Regions from separate parts of the Sus scrofa genome. Here regions 1 and 2 are each linked to region 3. Evidence: chromatin contacts called from public Hi-C and promoter capture Hi-C data. All regions are on one chromosome and are shown on one strand. Each heading gives the region's core, a stretch centred on a gene start, on an enhancer-like site or on the middle of the called end of the contact. The rest is flanking DNA. Distances are from core to core; before and after follow the strand shown.

Region 1 (4,178 bases), core at 941-3,440, 110 kb after region 3:
CTGGATGCACAGGCTGGCACCTGGGCGGCGAGCTCACGGCTAAGCAATGAGGCGCAGTGACTCACCGCCTGGGGCCTCCGGGGTCGGCCTCTCCGTGGTGAAGACTGCTTCCCAGCCAGAAGACCCCAGGTCTCCCGAGTCGGAGCCGAGGCGGGCGGATGTGCCCAGGCCACCTCCCCCATGCAGCCCTCCTGACTGCCCCTCCGGTCGCCCTAAGAGCACTTCTGAGGGCTCGCCTCGCCACACTATGTCCCTGGGGGTTCAGGAGTGCATGCGTGAGCGAGGCTGGGGGCTGTGAAGAAGCTCCCGTGGGGGCGGCCTCCCTGCACAGGGCTGAGCAGACTGGGAAGGTGGTGGCCCTTCCCCCGGGGGCTGACAGTGACCCAGGGGCGTGGCCAGGCCTGGACCTGAGGTCGGGAGACTCCAGGATGGCTGTGTCCTTCTCTCTGTCCTGCAGGCTGGGGAACAACCAGGCTCCTTAAGTCCTTATAGGAGTAAAACCCACATAGCCTGAATCTAACCATTTTAAAGGAGGGTTCGGTGACAGTACACCTGCCACGGGATGCCACCATCAGGACGTCGGACGTTCCGCCTGGGAACGACTCCCCGCGGGCGTCGCTCCCCCGCACCCGCCCGGCTCCCACTCAGCTGCTTCCTGCCTCTGGGCTCACCGGCTCGGATGTTTGGGCGGATAGACGCCGCGGTGTGTGTCCCGTGGTCTGGCTTCTCTCACCGACTTCATGTTTTCCAGGCTCAGCCACGAAGTTGAGTGTCTGTGCTTCCTGGCTTATTTCAATGGCTTCCTGATGCTCCGGGGAGGTCCTTTCGCTTGGAAGAGACATTCTCTCTGAAGCCGCGCCGTCTCTGGACTCGGGCTGTGGCTTTCCCTAAACGTGGTCCCCCGTCGTATCCCAAGGTCCTCGTCGTCGGAGTCCTGCGGGAAGGGGTGTGACCAGCATCCCGGGCAGCGGCCTGTCTGCTGACCCTCGGCCGGAATGGAGGGCGCTGCTCTCTGCTCACGCCGCACTCGGGGGAAGGATGGTGGCTGTGCGGGACGAAGGCAGAGCGGGCTGGCAGGAGGCTCCTGGCATGCGGGGCCGGCCCGGGGGTCTGTTCGTTCACGGCGCCCCCCGTCCACTCGTTTGTGCAGCCTCTGCGCCCACAGCAGACTCTGCGGGCTGGAGCTGCCTCCGGGGAGGCTCCTCTTCTCCCCTCCTGTCCCCGGATGGGCTGGAGCACCTTCCTCTGCTTTAGGCTCTGAGCCGAGGACCTGGCCCCGAGCGGTCCCCCAGGATCCTCCGCCTGGTGAGGCGGCCGAGGACAGGGGCAGGTGCATCGCAGAGCCCCACCCACGGCATCTGTCCAGCCTGATGCACTGCTGGGTGTCTCTACCCACTGGCCTGGTTCCCCCATCCGCAGTCTTTTGTGAGCCGTGTCACCACGGCTTTGTGGCCTCTGCTGCTGGTGCCCCCTCCCCTTCTCCCAGGGCCTGGCCCCGGGAGGCTGCCTGTGACCCCCCCCCGACAGCCACCCCCCGTCCCCTCCCTGATCCTAAAGAGGGCCCTGCCACCCTGCTTGTCGCGTCCAGGCAGCTGCCACGTGCAGGGAGCACTGTGGCCATGAAGCGGGGTATGGGCTAGAGTTCTGAGCAGGTGGAACTCTGGTCTCTCTGCTCCCCCTCAGGGCAGGCAGCCACCTGCCTGGGTGCTGGGGAGGGGCACTGGGGCCTGTGCCAGGTGCAGAAGGGGCAGGCCGGGGCGCTCCTGGTGACCCCGGGTCCGGTTACAAAGGCAGATGGAGACAGTGGGTGGGTGGCTGCCTGCGCGGCTGGAAGCCCAGGAATGCGGAGACGCGGTCCTGGCCTCAGGTCTCGTGCTCTGGCGGGTGAATTTGCTTTTACTTCTAGGCAGAGACCACATGGGGAGAACTTTTATGGCCTCAGGCAGAGGCCCCAGCCCGGCCCTTTCGACGAGGCGGCAGGTCAGCGGACACTGGCTGGCTCTGGAAGCCGGGGTCACGAGGCTCTGCCGCCCGGTCACCCACCCAGTGGGTCAGCCGGGCGGCATGGGGACCAAGGCAGGGATCAGAGGAACAGACGGGACCGAGTGGACCCGCAGGGACCCGGGGACTGTCAGGCACTGTCATTTGTCTTCCAGGTGATTTATTTGCAAAGCTGGGGCCTGACACCCCAGAGGGAGGTCACATTCCATTCGCAGCAGCTTATCTGGGCTGTCAGGCAGCCTGGGAGGGGGGCCTGAGACAGAGCAGAGCTCTTGCTGGGGCCCAGGGCTGGGGGCGTTCACAGCCCCCCCAGCGCCTGCTGCACACATGCAGCGACCCATTCTGCCGTGGCCTGGGGGCGGGGAGGGACCCACTGCGCCGTGGAGGCCAGGTGGGGATGGCACGGGTGCGGGAGGAGGCCCATTCTGATGGGGGTTCCCAGGCTGGCCATGTTCTCAGGGCCCCAGGAGTTGGCTGGGCACCTGGCTGAAGCCGACAGGATTCTCGCCGAGATCCCCACGGGGTCCCCGGCTGCCCCTGAGCTTCAGTGTCTGTTACTAGAGACTCTTTCGGACCCTGGCCCAGGACTAGGGCAGCGCCTGCAGGGCCAGGGCTGGGGTGGACTTTGGAGGAAGGGGAGGGGAGAGCCGCCCACGTGGGGCCCGGCTGGCCCTGTGGGGCCCGGCAGGAGGCACGGACAGAGGCCTTGGGGACCCACCGGTCCCGGCACGTTGCTCTCAGGGTCGAGTGGAACAAAGGCTACCAAGGGCCCAGGGGCCTGCTCTGCTTCTCGCCCTGGCCCGGGGGACACGACCACAGGGATGTCCTGCGGGGCTGGAGCCCCAGGGACGGGCAGGCAGGCTGGCGCCAGGACTCTGGGGAGGCCCCTCTTATGAGCCTGGCCGAGAGCTGCCTGCCTGAGGGCTCCCTAGGTGGGCTCTCCCAGGGGGGCTCCCCCAGGGTCCGCTGCAGCCGCCTCCAGGCTCCTGGGCTGCATCCTTCCCCACGGGCCCCGGAGCAGGTCGCCTGTGACCACCCCCCCACGCCCGGGCTCCGTGCTGAGAGGTGTGAGGACGTGATGCAGGGCCGGCTCAGGTGCCCCCCGCCCACGGATGCAGTGTCGCCCTCCCACCGCTCTGTGGGTGGAAACTGCACAGGCTGGCCTGGCCCCTCGGCCCCCGCCCCACCTCCAGAGCGGAGTCCGATGTGCAGTGATGGGCTCCCAAGAAGCCCCCGCGGGCCCGGCCCCCTCCCGCAACGACCGCATGAGAAAAGGCCAGAAGGTTCTAGAGAAAAACAGCAGCGAGCACAGATGTTAATCCTCTTTGAAACTTGACTGAACAGTTTAGCCAAAGAAAATAACAGCAGTTTCGTTTTGAAAGGGGTCACAGACTCTTTGATTTCTTCTGACCTTCCGGGGCTCGGAGCAGAACGTGGAGACAGACGCAGGCTGCGCTTGTCCCATGTCAGTAGGAAGCGCGGCTGAGGGGACGGGGGCGCGGTGTTCCATCTTTCGAATGAGGGAAAAGCCCTGTCTTTTGTAGGTACGTTCTGAACGGACTTTCAAATAACGAGGCGCCTCCCTCCCGCCAGGTGTGCCCGGGGGGCCGTGTGCTTCCCAAGGGAGCTGGGAGCTCAGCGGGAGCCCCGGGCAGTGGGGGCCCCGGGCAGCGGCTGGGCTGCTTCCGGAGGTGTTGGCGGGGGCGCTCAGAGGGCCCGGAACCCCCAGGCCTCTGCAGGCGACCGGGCTGGATGCAGGCTTATCCCACAGACCTGGTCCCAGGCTGTACCCCCGGGAGAGGCCTGTCGGGGAGAGCAGGTTTGCGGTAACTTTGGGGGACCCCACCAGGTCCCATTCTCTGGATGTGTCCTTGTGTTGGTGACCAGCCCTGGACCCGCTCTGTGACTCAGTTTCTCTCACACCTGGGCGGCGGGGAAGGGGGCGTGCGGGGGTGGGCCTGAGGAGGCTGTTGTGGGGGCGCTGGGGGGGGCCGCTGAGGGACAGGGGCCGGCCTCGCCAGGGACCCTGGGGGGCGTGGCAGCCTTTCTGCTCTTTGACCCCGGCCTTGGGGAGCAGGACGCAGGAACCCCCTTGCAGGCACAGGTGTGGGCGCTCCGGGAACCACTGCTCTCAGCTCCGAGACCAGGGCTTCTCCCGTCTGACGGGCCAGGGGTGA
Region 2 (4,749 bases), core at 94-2,593, 130 kb after region 3:
AGCCCCATCCCCCCCATTCCCAGTGCTCCCCCCATCTGCTTCCTTCCGCCCCCACCCAGGCAGGGGAGGAGGGGCTGGGGCTGGCACGCGGCTGGGGGGACATACGGCCATGGAGAGGTGGCCCAGAGGGAGACCTGTGCCGTGCCCGGTAGGGAGAGGGCAGGGCAGCCGCCCAGGCCCCGCCAGCTCCCTCTGTGTCCCTGTCGGGCTGGGCCCCCAGCTGGGCAGGCCTGGCCACCCCCCGTCCCTGCAGGTGTGTCCCCAGGCCGCGGTGCTGTGGGGAGCAGCGCACTGCTGGGGATCCAGTGCAGGGTCTCTTGCCCCAGAGGAACAGGGAGTGAGAGCCAGCGCACGTCCCGTCCTTGGGTGGGCCGACGGGGCCGTTCACCTGAGAGTGGGGAGGGAGCTGGGGTCAGAGGGACCGGGGTGAGGTCACGGGCAGAGGTTCTGCAGACAGAGGCCTCGGACCTGAGGAGAGATTGTGCAGAGTGGCCAGTGCTCTGATGCAACCTGCACACCTGCAGGGGTGGCCCTGGGGCTGCCTGCACCTGCCACTCTCAGCCCCTGAGGGCCACTCTGCTGTCATCTCATCCTCCCTGCTTCTCCCCTGGGTTAACCGTTCCTCCAGAGTGCACACACACTCAGCGAGGACCCGGCCGCTTGGGAGCTCCCCGGCCCCTCGCTGTGGATCTGCAAAGATGTGCAGGGGTGTCCTGCGGCCACTGGGACAGATAACCACAAACTCGGGGCCTCAAGTCAACACAAATGTATTACCTTTGGAGCCAGATTCCAAAATCAGCTTTTCTAGGCCCAAAACAAGGTATATGAAGGGCTGTGAGGCTCCTGGGGCTCTAGGGGAGACTCTGCATCTCCCTTCCCAGCTTCTGGAGGCTCCTGCCTTCCCAGCCTCTGAGGCTTCTCCCTTCCCAGCCTCTGGAGGCTCCTGCCTTCCCAGCTTCTGGAGGCTTCTGCATTCCTTGGCCCTGCCTCCTGGCCTCCTGGAGCTGCCATGTCTGGCTGGCTCTCTGACCGGGAGAGGTTCTGTGCCTGGGGTGGGCTACACTGGCTGGCCTCCTCCCCCCTGCGAGGGTCCCTTTGCAGAGTAACGGGACCCTCAGGTCCCACATGCTGGGGGACAGACCTCTGTGGGGCCTGTGGTTTTGCCGCGGTTGCGCGTCGGGCGTGCACCTGTGCGCCCGCGTGTGCGTTTCCCTGCCACCCTTACTGTGCGGACGGGGACCTCGCTGTGTACCCGGAAGCTCCTCTCCTCCTGCACAGTGTCGGCAACCGTGCCTGCTCCCTGCCCGGTCCCTTCAGCCTGCGTTAACCACTGATGCCCGCTGCCCCCGTGGGAGGGCACCGCTTCCTTCAGAGGCTCCCGGGAGGCCCGTGGGTACTTCCTCTCCTCGCTCGTCAGAAACGCTCCCCGCGCCTGTGACTGGGTCCGGGTGGACACGCGCACGCAGATTTGCACGTTGTAATTGGGTCGAGGTGTCCGCGGGGTGGGGTGGCCTCTCCAGGTACTGGGATGCTCCCCAGGCCCGAGAGGTCTGTTCTCAGCCTTTTCTCCGTGCGTCGAGGCCGGGGTCCTGTCCTGACGGGGCGGTGGCCTCAGGTGACAAAGGGCCGGGGATGGATTAGACACCCCATCGGTTTCCCACTGAGGTGCTTTCGTTCCGTCGTCACGGAACCATGGCGGGGGGAGGCCAGGGCCGCTGTCGAGGACGAGGACCCCCCTCCGCAGGCATGGGGTGCAGGGGGGGCCTGCACACCCCGTCTAGTGGCCCGTCCAAATTACCATCCCCTTTGTCCCACTTAGTGGCTTTCATCTTCCGTTTTATCTCATGATAGTGTTGTAATGTTTGCTTATTTTTTTTTTATCATGTGCCAGATTTTTTTTAAAGGGTTATTTTTTAGGGCAGTTTCGGGTTCACAGCGGACTCGGGGGAAGGTACAGAGAGTTCCTGTGTCCCCCCGCCTCCCCACTGCCGCGGCTCCGCAGACGGTCCTCCGTGGTGATGACGAGCCTGCGTCGACTCGTCACAGTCACCCCGACCCAAAGCCCAGGGCTCGCCGTCGGGGTTGCCCAGTCTGGGGATCCGATGACTCGTACCCACGTGTAGTGGGGCCTCGTCACTGCCCCGCAAGTCCTCTGGGCTCCCCCTGCTCATCCCTCCCCACCCCGGTTCCCGGCAAACGCGGGTCCCTCCGCCGTCCCCACAGTTGGGCCTTTTCCAGAGGGTCCGACAGCTGGACTCAGACAGTCTGGAGTCGGTTCGCCCGGCTTCCTTCCCCGGGAGCGCGCGGCCCGGGCTCCCCCGGGCTGCTCGGGACCTGATCGCGCGGTTCTCTTTCGCGCCGACTCGCGTCCCTGTCGGGAGGGACCAGGGTTGGTCCTCCTGAGGGACATCTCGTGGCGTCCAGGCTTTGGCAGCTGTGAGTAAGGTGGCTGTTAGACGTGCAGCTTTTCGTAGGAACACAGTTTCCAGCCCTCGATAACCCCGTGGAACCTGGCCGCTGGGTTCCCCGGGAAGAGCAGGGGGCGTTTCGTGAGAAGCCACCAGACCGTCTCCCAGAGCGGCGGCGGCGCGGCTCCGGGGCCCAGCCGTGGCAGAGGTCCCGCCGCCCCGGCGCTCGTCCTCGTCACCGTCGGGCTGCGGGCCGTGCTGAGCCGTGCAGCGGGCTCTGCCGTCGTTGTCATCATTTGTCTTCTCCTGGGCCGATTTGCCGTCTGTCTTCTTCTCTGGGGAGTTTTGTCCATATTTTCATCTCATTGTCGGGTTTCAGGTGTGGCTTGTGTGTTTGGGTCACGGTCCTTCATCGGATTCGTGCTCGGCACATTTTTCTCCCAATCTGTGGCTCGTCTTCTCATTCTCTTAACAGTGCCTTCTGGGGAACAGAAGTTTCCATGTCGGGGAGTCCAGCTTCGGTTCCCTCAAGGATCGTGCCTGTGGTGCTGTATCTCAAAAGTCATTCCCAAACCCAGGGCCATGAGTGGCTTCCCCACGTTGTCTTTGGGGAGGTTTGCAGTTTCCCAGGCTACGTGTAGGCCTGGGATCCACTGTGAGTGAGTTTTGTTAAGGGCATGAGGTCCGTGTTGAGAGTCTTCTTCTTCCTTTTTTTTTTTTTTGCATGTAGCGTCCGGTTGTTCCAGCACCATTTGTTGGAGAGTCTGTTTCCCCCGTTGCAGTGCCTTTGCTTCTTAACTAAAGATGGGTTAACTACACTCGCGTGGGTCCGTTTCTGGGCTCTCTCTTCTGTTCTGCTGGTCGGTTTATCCGCTCTGTCTCCACACCGCCTTGTTCACCGTAGCCTCACGCCGGGCCTTGAAGGCGGGTGGTGTCGAAGTCCGACGTCGTTCTTCTCCTTCGGGACCGAGGCAGCCGGCGGGGCTTTTCCTGCGGTAGCAAAGTGCTGGCGTTTCTGCTGGGATTGCGTTGACTCAGCACGTCAAGTGGGAAGAGCCGGCATTTTGACAGCATCGAATCTCCTAGTTACGAACATGGAGCCCCCTCGCGTTTATTTATTCTCTGATTTCTTTTGTCGGAACAGTGTCGTTTTGCTCATGTAGGGCCTGTCCAGGGGTCGCGTTTGTGCCTGGGGTGAATGTGAGTAAGTACTTCTTCTCTGGGGGGGCTGCTGATGTGAGCGGTTTGTATTTTGAACTTCAAGTTCGACTCACTCATGGCTGGTACAGAGGAAAGTGATGGACTTTCTACACCCTTGCCAGCCTTGCTCGTTCCGAGAGGGGTTTTGGACGATTGTTTGGGCTCTTCTTCAGTTCTCTTTCCGACTGGCCACCTGCAAATGGACACTTTCACTTCTTCCTCCTCGATCCACGTGCTTTCATCTCCAGTTCTCGTGTCACGGGGGTCGCCAGACTGTCCCGCGCGGGGTTGGAAAGGAGGGGGGGGAGTGGTCTTTGCCGTGTACCTCGTTTTGGTGGAAAAGCTTCCAGTTTCTCACCACGAAGCACGATGTTGGCTGTGGCTTGCGATGGTCTCATCAAGGGAGGAGTCTGACCTCTGCTCCTGGTGGACAGAGAGTGTTTGTCGTAACGGGATTTTACGCAAGGCCTTTTCTGCATCTAAGGCCACGAGCGTGTGGCTTTTCGTCTTTACCCGGTTGAAGTGGCGGATTTGCGTTCATCAACTTTCGACGTCGAGCCAGCCTGAGGCACCTGGGCTACGTCTCAGTTGGTCGTGTCAGGATCCACCCCACTTGTTCATGGCTGCCTGTTTGCTGAAAGGCAACCTGTCTTCTACCAGGCAAGTCCCCTGCTTCCTTGATTGCAGGGGAGGGTGGCCGACCGGAGGGGCCAGGGCTGGCCATGGTGCCACCCATCGTGTTCCCAGGAAGGTGCCCTCTGAGCGCCCAGAGCTCGGCCTGGGCATCGCTGTTGGAGAGGAGCTGGTTTCCTTCCCGAGTTGGCTGGGCCAGCACCTCGGGCCAGCGCGGCCAGCGCAGCAGCTGCCAGATCTGCAGAAAGGTGTGGCCCACGTCCCACCCCAGCTGCCTGTAATTGGAGCCTGGATCTGTGATCTCAGGGTCCTGGCATTCGGAGGCTTCTCCCAATGGGACGCAGGAAGAATTTCATGCAGAGGAAACAGGAAACTTTGGGAAGGAGCTCTTGTGTCTCTCGGTTCCCGGGCCTGTCCCTCGTGTGTGTCTCTCTTTCTAGGCCCCTGAGACATCCCCTGCTACAAGCTGTTGTCTTCAAGCCCAGGACACCAGCTGCTGCTGCATCTT
Region 3 (4,344 bases), core at 1,556-4,055:
AGGACCTGCCCGCCACAGGTCAGGGGCAGGCTCCCTGGGGGCCGTGACTGAGCCTGCTGCCCAGGCCGAGCCTGGTGGGACTAAACACCCAGCCACACGGCCCGTTGGGTCGGAGAGGATGCTCCATTCTCAGAGGAGCGCAGCTGCCAGCGGACACTGCCCGACTCCCGGCCTGCAGGGTCCCCGCGCCGACCCTGACACGGAAGACGCCTCCGAGTGACGGGCTCATCCGTGCAGCACAAACAGAACCTGACAAAGAGGACGCGTCACCTGTCCTTAGCGGGGGCGCCAACTCGGCCTGCCAGGCCCTGCACAGCAGGGACTCGGTGACCACTGCTCAGGAACCGAGACGCCCTCTTGCAGGAAGTCACGGTCACTGCTTTTTTAAGTTTCTGTCTTCTGCTCGAAGCCACAGCAAGCTCTGAGTACCTCCATTCTAAGAATCTTCAACTCTTCCCCCAACCACCTTCACATGGGAGCCTGAGCAGGACCGTGGGGACGAGGACGTGCCCTCACGCGTCCCCAGACGTGATCAACGTCACCCACGCGCCATGTTCTCCACAGCACAGGGTGGGAGCCCCGTGGTCCTCTGGGACAAGACCGGCCGGAGGAGCAGGGCCTCCCCAGCACATGTGACGAGGCAGCCAGGGCTTTCAGAGGCCAGGGACACAAAGCTCGCACACGTCGGAACTATGTCCCCAGAAAAACCACGGAAAGACCGAGAGCACTGGCGGCGCGGGGACCGGAGAGGAGCCCCAGCTGGCCCCCCAGAAGCAAGGCCCTCCGGCCCCAGGTGAGAGACCGCCTCACCTGCAATGAACTGCTCGTACTCAATGACAGGGATGTTCCTGTTGAGACTCGGAAGATCAAAAAAGTCGGCCCAGGGGATCCGGACCTGGTGAATGTCGGGGCTCTGCCAGTGGTAGAGGCGGCCCCAGGGGGGCAGGACCAGCACCCACTCCTCGGTTTTGAGCAGCGTCTTCAGGAGGGAGGCGACTCGGATGTAGACGTCTCTGCGGAGGTTGAAGCCCTCCGGGGGGTTCACATCGTACAGAAGGTACCTGGCAGGGAAGAGCGGGTCAGGGCTCCGCACAGAAGACCCCCCACCCCCCACCCACACAAGGCTAGTGGTTTCTGGTCTGGAAAGTGGAGGCAGCTACCCACCCATTTCTAGGGGACCCGTTAAGCAGGCGCAGAAGACATCTCAGCACCCCTTTAACCACAGCAATGGTCACAGCTAAGCGCAGGGGAGTCTCAGCGCCTAGAGCCTGAGCACCTGTACTCCGGGGTCCTCAACCTTCTTGGTCGTCAGACCCCTGCACACTCTTAACAATGACTGAGGACCCCAGGACGTTGTTTATGTGGGTTAAACCTGTTGATTCCTGTATTAGAAGCTAAAGAATTCTCAAAAGTATTTACGAATTTCCTTAAAAGTAACGATAATAAGCCTACCACCTGTTATCATTAGAATTTCCAAATGAAAAATAAGCGTATTTTTTTTTCTTTTTTTCTTTTTTTAAAAGAGCCACACCTGCAGCATATGGAAGTTCCCAGGCCAGGAATCTAATTGGAGCTGCAGCTGCAGGCCTACACCACAGCCACAGCAACACCAGATGGGAGAGGTGGCTTCGACCTGCACCACAGCTCACGGCAACAGCCAGATCCTTAACCCACTGAGTGGGGCCAGGGATCAAACCTGCATCCTCATGGATACTAATCCAGTTCATTACCCCAAGCCACAGTGAGAACGCCTGTGTATTTTCCTACTAGTAAGAAGAGTAGCAATGTTTTCAGTTTTTGCAAATTTCTTTGGTCTGGTGACAGCTGGATTTTCCTGCCTGCTTCTGCATCCCCTGTGTATCACAGGCCTGATGGTCTCTGGAAAAACCCCACAGTAAACTCAAGAGGGAATGTGGGCAAAAGAACAGACAGCAACCTGGTGTTTCTAAGGCCTGGCAGCTGGGGGTCCTTGGACACACTTGGAGAACTGCTGCCCTATCCAAAGCAAGACCCCTCTACAAAACCCAGGCAGGGGTCCTCGGCTTCTGTCCGCCCCCCTCCCTTCTCTGCATTAGTTCTTCCCACAATCTCTGCTCCTGCAGATGAGGCTGCTTGGTAATCCTCGGCTTGGGGCTCTAACCCCCCAAGCCTGCCAACACCGAGACGAAGGGGCCCATTCACCATCTCTACACCCCGCATCCAGCGGTCTGGTTTGGGTCAAGCCCTCAGTAACCGCTGAACGACCCAGAGGCTTGTTTCTCATTCCTGAGACTTATCTACGAAAACAACCAACATCTGGATGGATCGGCCTCCGCTCCCCGTCGGGCTCCCAGGCGGGGGGCGCGAGCCAAGGTAGCCCCGGCAGCCGGGACCTCCCGGAGCCCCAGGAAGCGCAGGCCGTGGGCCCCTGTTAGGTGATGCGGGCCTTGCCCGGGGTTTGAGGAGCCCGAGAACCGGATATTCGAATGGGTGGTTCTTAAGAAAGCCAAGCCTTGTTTATCTGTAGGATCCTCTGCCCCAGGCCGGCCCCTCCGCTCCGCTCCCAGCCCCGCCCCTACCGCCGGCCGCCACCCCCAATCCGGTCCCAGCCCCCCAGCCCCGCAGAGGGCGCGGACGCGCGTTTACCGTCTGCGGGACGCCGCCCCCGACAAGATGTCGGCTGCCGACTGGCCCGGCCAGAACTCCTCGCCCGAGGCTGCGACGGGCGGCCAGGACGCTGCCCCGAGGAGCAGGCAGACGACGCTGAGCGCCGCCATGGCCCCGGCGGCCACACACTTCCGGCGACCGCGCCCCGCCCCGGAAGCGCAGCCCGCGCTCTAGCGTAGCGTCACCTGTAGCCACGGCAACGCTCCGGAGCCCGCCCAGCGCATGCGTCTTGTGTGACTCCGCGTCCGGAAGCTCCTGGGGCAGAACTTGCGAGGGGAGCAGGGGCGGGACGAGGGGCGGGACAGATGGGCGTGGCCTACCTATGGGCGGGGCTCTAGGACGTCCTCGGGGCAGGTTGCCCTGAGGCAGCTGGGGCGGAGCTGGAGCCGGAGGGAGCGGGCTGGAGCCTGGGGGCGTGCCCGGGGCGTGTCTGGGGCGGGGCCAGGTGTCTAGGCGCCGACACCCTCACCTGCCCGCCAAGCCGGGCTCCTCCTGGGCTCCGCTGCCTCCGCCTCCGCACCAGGTGCGAACACTGTCAGCGTGTGGCCTGGGGGCGGGCAAGCCAGGGGACTGACCTCAGACCCTCACGGCTGGCCAGGTGGGGTACCTGGGTCGCAGATCCGCCTGGCCCGCCGCGGGCCTTGAATTAGCGCTGCTGGGCAGTTTCTGAGATGACTGGGTCTCTCCCAAGAGGTAGGTGTGGCAGGAGGCCGTCAGGGCGGGGGTACCCGATGCTGGGCTGGGCGCAGTCTCACAGCGCGAGGAGGGCAGAGCGGGCGGCGAGCCTGGGACATTTGGGGGATGGGGTGGGATGGTGTGTGTCCCTTGGTCGGGGCGGGCTGAGCGGTTGTCCTCAGGATCTCTCCTTCCACAGCAGGGGGCCCTCTCCCCGCCCTTCACTGCGCCCCATTCCCAGGAGTGCCCCACAGACCTGTGCCCGCACTGGGCACTATCTCTGAGAGGTCGGAGCTCCTGGTGGCTCCTGCCTGGGGCCAAGAACTGTACCTGACCTGTTAGGACGATGGGGCCTTTGTAGCTCCTGGTTTGAAACCTCAGTCTCTGAGGCAGGGTGGCTGCGGCCAGCCCCTCGCTGCCATGAAGTGAAGGCTCAGGCAAGGTGGAATTATTGGCTGTCTTTGCCGTCCAAGCCTTTTTCGCTCGGAGGTGTCTGGGACCAAGCGTGTTTGCCACCGTCCACCTGGGAGGGTGCCTGGCATCATTAGAGAAATGGAAATGAAAACCACAGCAAGGTCCCACTGTTTGCTGGGCAGAATGGTCACACGCGACGCTGACAACCCCCGGCGTCGAGCCGAGGCTCAGCTGGGACCCGGTACGCCGTCAGCAAGGTATCCACACACATCACCTCAGAAATGCTCCTACAGCTTCTCGTACAGTGAGACTCACACCTGCCCCGGAGGCAGCCGTTTCATCCCTATGTGTTCACCTGAGAGCAAGTCAAAGCGCACGTACTCCTGAGGACTGCCCCTCCCACGAGCCAAGTGGAACTGGGAGCCGGCACCCTCTCCTCTCCAGTGTCTAGCTTGTGCCACCGTGGGAGCCGGGAAAAGGCCACACTGACACCCCACCTGGGCTCTGCAGCGGTCAGGCTTCTCCAAAGCAGCGGGACTCGGGGGACAGACAGATGAGAGGTGTTACAGGGAGGGGCTCCCGGGGTCCTGGGGGCCTGCCGCTGCGAGC

What was found. Promoter capture Hi-C pulls out the DNA fragments that hold promoters and counts their contacts. Hi-C and Micro-C count contacts between places; a contact is called where the count stands out from the background.
Region 1: a promoter capture Hi-C map of fetal liver shows a contact between it and region 3, with 3 times the contacts expected there. The contact joins the enhancer-like site here to the promoter of POFUT2 in region 3. A contact is called at or near these places in 3 of 5 promoter capture datasets (fetal liver, fetal skeletal muscle and liver), 13 of 47 Hi-C or Micro-C datasets (adipose tissue, embryonic fibroblasts, epiblast stem cells and 8 more) and 1 of 2 datasets of contacts at active chromatin or transcription factors (skeletal muscle).
Region 2: a contact with region 3 is called in a Hi-C map of omental adipose tissue, with 1.8 times the contacts expected there. The contact joins the enhancer-like site here to the promoter of POFUT2 in region 3. A contact is called at or near these places in 5 of 5 promoter capture datasets (fetal liver, fetal skeletal muscle, liver and 1 more), 8 of 47 Hi-C or Micro-C datasets (4-cell embryo, adipose tissue, blood and 3 more) and 1 of 2 datasets of contacts at active chromatin or transcription factors (skeletal muscle).

The regions. Positions count from the first base shown.
Region 1 is chr13:207,922,926-207,927,103 of Sscrofa11.1, forward strand. All of the region lies in intron 2 of COL18A1 (collagen alpha-1(XVIII) chain), which reads left to right. Among named protein-coding and RNA genes, the nearest start is that of COL18A1, 17 kb to the left of the region's middle. Within about 2 kb of position 2,191, at least 20 of the 83 cell types and tissues checked have an H3K27ac peak or open chromatin away from gene starts, as enhancers often do. A contact at or near this core is called in epiblast stem cells, fetal liver and omental adipose tissue, where this site is marked.
Region 2 is chr13:207,944,483-207,949,231 of Sscrofa11.1, forward strand. The region is part of intron 2 of COL18A1 (collagen alpha-1(XVIII) chain); the gene reads left to right. Among named protein-coding and RNA genes, the nearest start is that of COL18A1, 39 kb to the left of the region's middle. Within about 2 kb of position 1,344, at least 4 of the 83 cell types and tissues checked have an H3K27ac peak or open chromatin away from gene starts, as enhancers often do. A contact at or near this core is called in liver and omental adipose tissue, where this site is marked.
Region 3 is chr13:207,815,333-207,819,676 of Sscrofa11.1, forward strand. POFUT2 (GDP-fucose protein O-fucosyltransferase 2) reads right to left here and starts at 2,806. Exons shown (of 9, transcript XM_021071525.1): 1 at 2,626-2,806; 2 at 811-1,061. The coding sequence starts at 2,756.